Regions from separate parts of the Rattus norvegicus genome. Here region 1 is linked to region 2. The links are chromatin contacts, called in public HiChIP or PLAC-seq maps. All regions are on one chromosome and are shown on one strand. Each heading gives the region's core, a stretch centred on a gene start, on an enhancer-like site or on the middle of the called end of the contact. The rest is flanking DNA. Distances are from core to core; before and after follow the strand shown. Region 1 has its middle 240 kb from the start of Pabpc6. Region 2 has its middle 120 kb from the start of Qki.

Region 1 (2,927 bases), core at 388-2,887, 290 kb after region 2:
ACCCAGGATTGAATGAACTGGGGCAGCCAAAAGCTCTATGATCAAGTGTTTTGGATCACAATTCTTTAGATGACTTAAAAAAATTAATCCACCCTCATTTCTGATTTCATAGTACTTTATATGAATTTAATTGAATGGCTTTAGCTGTTTATTTAAAGATGGTCCTATCCTTACTCTGAGGATTATGCAAGTTCTTGGAGTAGTCTCTGAGTGATTGGGAGTTTAAATAAGGTGGCCTCTGGGAGGCCCCAGGCAAGCCCCAGCTGCTCTACTGTGTAGCTGTGTGGCTTTGAGCAAATCATTAGTGTCTCTGAGCCTCTGTCTTTTTCAGTGTAAAACCAGCCTGGCACATGCTGTCCTCATATGTTGTATGATGGGACAATGAGTTTGAGCTGTCCATCCTGGGACCGGAAGCAAAAGACAGTGCTCTCCTCTTCCTATCTGAATTGAACAGGGTTAGATGCATAATTTGCTTTCTGTGAATAAAGGCTATTAGCACTCAACTGTTCCTAGCAATGCTTAAACAAAATATTGAAAGTTAAAGATCCTTTCCCAGGGGTTAGACAGGGTGACTCAGCGGTTAAGAGCACAGCTGCTGTTTCAGAGGACCTGGGTTCAACTCCCAGCAACCACATGGCAAGTCACAACTGCCTGTAACTTAGTTCCAGGGGATCTGACATCCCCACACAGACGTGCATACAGGCAAAACACCAATGAACATAAAATAAAATAAAATAATGCTTTTCCAAGAAATGGTGTTTCATCTCAAGTTTAAAACGTGTTTCTCTTTTTGACCTGAGAGATTACTGCATAAGCATAGCTGGTCCGCAGTTACAAGCCATAGTTTAAAACTATTTCATCAGTTTTCTTTGTAGCCTAAATGGTTTGGGTATCTCAGGAAATGCAAATAGACCGTATTTAATTTTATTTTTGAGAGAAGATCTTACTGTCCAGTATTTTTTTATTGATTGGAGAGGCTGGGAGCCAGTCCTACGGGAACTAATGTTGATTAATCTGTTCCGGGTAAAGGAGGAATCCAGTGTGTGCCTCATCTATGAAGCAAAACTGTGGGGATGTGGCAGTGGCTCAGTTGGGAACTGTCTGAATAGACCTGGAGAGTTCTCTTGTTCAGGACAGAAGCATCCTTTTGGAAGCCCTCTCTTCCGTTCTCAAAGCTGTTCTTTCTGGGCTCAGTAGGTCACTGCTGGCTGGTAGGAGATGTGGCTTTGGAGTGTACCCAGTTGGCAGTTGGCACCTTGTTGGGTCACTTGGCACTCACAGCAGCTGTCTTGCCGGGAAGGACGAGCTCTCCCCACACACATTTAACACATCAGAGCTTGGCTGGTCTAGAGGCAGAGGCTGGCTCTGCGGGGTCACAATGAGCCTGCTTGTTCATAGCTGGGTACAGTCTATCCAGTGACCTCTTATTCTTGATCCGCCATTCGGAGTTATTTTTAAATGTTTGCTTGTCTGTCTTCCAGGAAAGTACACAGTCTTCTACACTAGCACCCAGGAGGTGAGGAGTTAGGAACTTTTATGAGCCTCACCTCTATAGCATGGTTTACACATCAGCAGTTGGCTTCTTTGTTTATAAGCTCATTCATACAGTTAGAGAAAGCAGTAAGCATTCAGACCAGAAGCAAAGCCCTAATGCCTAATCTTTGCCTTAGAAGTGACTACATATATCAGGATTGGCTATATGTGTTAGGTCAGAGATATCTATCCTTTAGGTTCAACCATATGCCCAAGGGACAGCCAAGTGTGTTCAGATCAGCCATGTATATTAGGGGCAGGTACCGATCCGTGACCAGTTCTATACATTTAAACCCCATTTCCCAACTCTCTTTGTTATTTCTTCTCTAGCCAATGATCTATCTACTAAAACTTGAAAAGTAGCATTCTCTAGTGAAGGAACCGAAGCTCCTCCTACTTCCTCTCTATTGTTTGGAGCAGAACTACGTATACAGTTCATTCATTAAAAAAAAAGTTATGTATATAAGCCCATTTTGGAAATTCTTCAAACTGAAAGGCTCACTGTTCAACCACCCTGGGCATACAGTTAAGTACCAAGTTCTACACAATGTTCAAATTTATTCTTTTAAAGCCCCAGAAATGCTTTCAAATGAGACACCAACAAAGACAAAGGGGAAAGAAAGTTTTATAATAAGCCAGGGAAAACCATAAAAGGAAACTACAAAAGAAAAAAATTGGGTAAACAGCATGTTGAAAAGACAGAAACTCTTTCCAAAAAACAAAACAAAACCGAATTGACTCAACTGTTTGATGATGTGTCCTAAGAAAAAGAAAAGCAGCTCAAGAATTAACCAGACAAAAGGTCAATTTAGAAAGGAAACATTCAAAACAGAGTACAGCCCTGAGACCAGCCACCACCACCAAAACCCAGCAGGTGTTCATGCATGGTGCAAAACGGGGCTTCTGGGCTGAAGACAGTTCACTTGAATAGAGACCAAGCCAACTTCAAAGCTGTGGCTTCCTGTGACCCCAGTATGCCAAGGCCCTGGAAGTGTGATTATGACATTGGAGTGTGATATTGAAGGGCTTTAGTTACTTGTCTGATTTACTTGAAGTATATGAATATAGCTGAGGAGAGAGACAGAGACACAGAGAGACAGAGACAATGATAGAGACAGACAGAGAGACATAGAGAGAAGTAGACAGAGAGATAGACACACACCGAGGTGGGGGGAAGGGGGGAGAGAGAGAGAGAGAGAGAGAGAGAGAGCGAGCATTTTCTTTCTTTGCAAATACTGAACACACCAAGATGTGGTCTAATCTCATGAGGTTCTGAACTCCCAGGAGAGCCCAGAACCATGATTTCTCTGCTCCACTCAGAACCAGAGCTACTACCTCCAAGAGGTTCTAGCTCTTTCTAAGCAAGCCCAGTATGGCGTAGGCTGCTGAGACCT
Region 2 (2,797 bases), core at 104-2,603:
ATGTCATTCTGTCTCCACTGGTGAGACAAAGAAGCATGAATGAGTGAAGAATGGTTAAAAAAAAATAGTGTTTGTATATTGTGTGAAATAGCACGTGTGTATGCACAGAAACAATTTCAAAGGAGAAACTTTTAATAGAATGATTGGAGGCAGAGGGAAATGGAAACATACTGAGGCAAATAGTAAGCTAGTTAGCTTCTCACAGCACACAGGAAGCAGTATTAATAAGGACCTATTCTGTAACTGCATGTGTTTTCTTCCAGTTTGAATCTTAGTCCCCTTGATATGAACAGCAGGTAGTAAGCACGTGGATGGGGATTCATTTCCTGTGAGTCCTCAATAGCGCCGCCTCCATGGAGCAGCGCCTGTGACCCGCTCTGGCTCTGCTAAGTGAGGTTTAGAATCTTCCCTCTTGAACTGATACACAGGGTCCCTCTGATCGCCAAGCCTGACTTCTGTCTGTTGTCAGGTAAAGAAAAGAGTCTTGTCCAATCCAGAGGTCCTTTAGAGATGAAACTGAGAAAGCTCGGCACACCAAACAATTCCAAGAGGGCCCTTGGGGTGGAGGGCTCTGCAGTTGGACTCTGGATGTATTTTTATGCTCTTTCCTTGAGATTCAGACTTAGAAACCAGGAGCCAGGTTACAATATGAGAAGTTTTTCTTTATTTTTAATTTATAAACATTTTAAAGAATGGCACATTTTTGGGCAGGAGAGATGGCTCAGAGGTTAAGAGCACTGTCGACTCTTCCAGAGGTCCTGAGTTCAATTCCCAGCAACCACATGGTGGCTCACAACCATCTGTAATGAGACAAAACACTGTACATCATCATCGTCTTCTTCTTCATCTCCACCTTCATCAATTAATAATAATAATAATAATAATAATAATAATAATAATAAAGAATGGCAATTTTTTCTTCTCACACCTGAGGAGAAAGTATTGATGCCTTTTGAGGAGTAGATTTGAAAAGGATTGGTTGCTTTCATGGGGACAGGGGTTAAGATGTTGGTGTTATGCAGTAAGGTCATGAACCCTTTAACAGACCATGGCTTGCCCACTCCCAACAATCAACAACTCGTGCCTGCCCTTGAGGATCAGCACCCTTAGAACAGGAGGACAACATGGCACAGTCTCACTGCTATCCCCTGCTTCCCAAAGGTCTCACAAACTCTGAAAGCCGAGCCGCCAACCGGGAACCAATTCATATTCAAGCCACTCCATGTCACTTAGTTTCTAATTTGGTCCTCAAAATGGCATTATTAATCAAGGCACACTGGCGTGCTTCTGGAGTTGGTGTGATACTCTTCGTGTCTGCGTGGTGGCTCTCCATGAAAGTTTGGCTGCTGCTTATGAGTGTCTGTAGAATGGTTGCCCCATTTCTCTCACCCTGGGGAAGAAACTGAATAGCACCACTCTGTAGCATGAAATAGAGCTCTCTAAGTGAGATCCAGATGACAGGCGGATCGGTGTCTTCCTAGGTAACAGGTCCGTGCTTTGTTCCTGGAAGGGCAGGCTTTCCTGTTGCTACCCTTCTTTCTTTAGTATCAGAAGTTCAGTTTTTGTCATGGATGAGAACTAACAGGGCCACAGAGATTTAAGGATCTCTCATGTTTTATTCACAGTTCCCAACCATCATTCCGTTGTTGTTGTTTTCTGTTTGACCTTTGTTCTAGTTTCATTCTGTGCTGATGAAACACCCTGACCAAAAACAATGTGAGGAGAATCTTACTTTCCAATTGCTGTGATAAAACACCATGACCAAAGCAATTTTATAAAAGACATCATTTAATTTGGCCTTATGTGGAGTACAGCTTCTCACTGTGCCAGCTTCCTGCAGGGCCCCCAGCCTCTACTCTTCTTGGGGTTTTCTCAGTAGCAATTTTGGCTTTATCCTGGCCCGTTCTTTCCCCGTCAGCCTCCTCATTTTCTGTCTGGCTCTGATATGGCTGTGAGCATGTGATTAACACAGAGCATGCCTGTTCAGCATTTGATTCTCAGGTTATAGCGAAATGGAAGGGTAGTGCTCTTAGGTGGAATCAGGTGCTCACAGTTGGTTCCCTCATCATGCCTTGGAGAGAAGGGGAACATGTATTGTGAACAATGCTTTCCAGTCTTAATGAGGAGGAGGCATGGGTATGACCAGTGACATCAAGCATGTAGCTAGTAGGGTATGATCATCAGATTCAATGACAATATCAACCTTTAAGCCATAGAGCCATAGGCCTTCTAAGACCTGTTATCAAGTCCACAGGCTAAGAAGTTGCCAATTCTTCCCAGTCTCCAACAACACAGTGCGCTCCAGGGCAGGACGTGCCTCTGAGTGAAGGAAGCCAAGCATCTCTCAGGCTTCCATCACTTGCCCAGATGACTGTTGCCTTCCAACATTCTGTTGGCACCCAAGTCTTCAAAGTTGAAGAACTTCATTGAAGTAGAGTTCTAGCTGCCTTCTGAGCATCATCTGGGGCCAGTAAGATGCATACTTGGTGATGAGACCACTGTAGCAACAGCTCAGAGAGGAGAGAGAGAGAGGGAGAGAGAGAGAGAGAGGGAGGGAGAGGGGGGGAGAGAGAGAGGAAGAGAGAGAGAGAGAGAGAGAGAGGAAGAGAGAAAGAGAGAGAGAGGGAGAAAGAGAGAGAGAGACAGAGAGAGAGGGAGAGAGAGAGAGGAGAGAGAGAGGGAGGGAGAGAGGGAGAGAGAGAGGAGAGAGAGAGGGAGGGAGAGAGGGGGAGAGAGAGAGAGGAAGAGAGAGAGAGGGAGAGAGATTCGACATTTCTGTGCTCCCCCCAGTGTATTC

The links. HiChIP or PLAC-seq counts read pairs in DNA pulled down with a chosen protein or histone mark.
Region 1: a contact with region 2 is called in an H3K27ac HiChIP or PLAC-seq map of oligodendrocytes, with 5 times the contacts expected there. The contact joins two enhancer-like sites. A contact is called at or near these places in 2 of 12 Hi-C or Micro-C datasets (Schwann cells and frontal cortex) and 1 of 1 datasets of contacts at active chromatin or transcription factors (oligodendrocytes).

Annotation. Positions count from the first base shown.
Region 1 is chr1:53,349,589-53,352,515 of GRCr8, forward strand. No RefSeq gene overlaps it. Among named protein-coding and RNA genes, the nearest start is that of Pabpc6, 240 kb to the right of the region's middle. Within about 2 kb of position 1,638, at least 42 of the 93 cell types and tissues checked have an H3K27ac peak or open chromatin away from gene starts, as enhancers often do.
Region 2 is chr1:53,058,983-53,061,779 of GRCr8, forward strand. No RefSeq gene overlaps it. Among named protein-coding and RNA genes, the nearest start is that of Qki, 120 kb to the left of the region's middle. Within about 2 kb of position 1,354, at least 1 of the 93 cell types and tissues checked has an H3K27ac peak or open chromatin away from gene starts, as enhancers often do.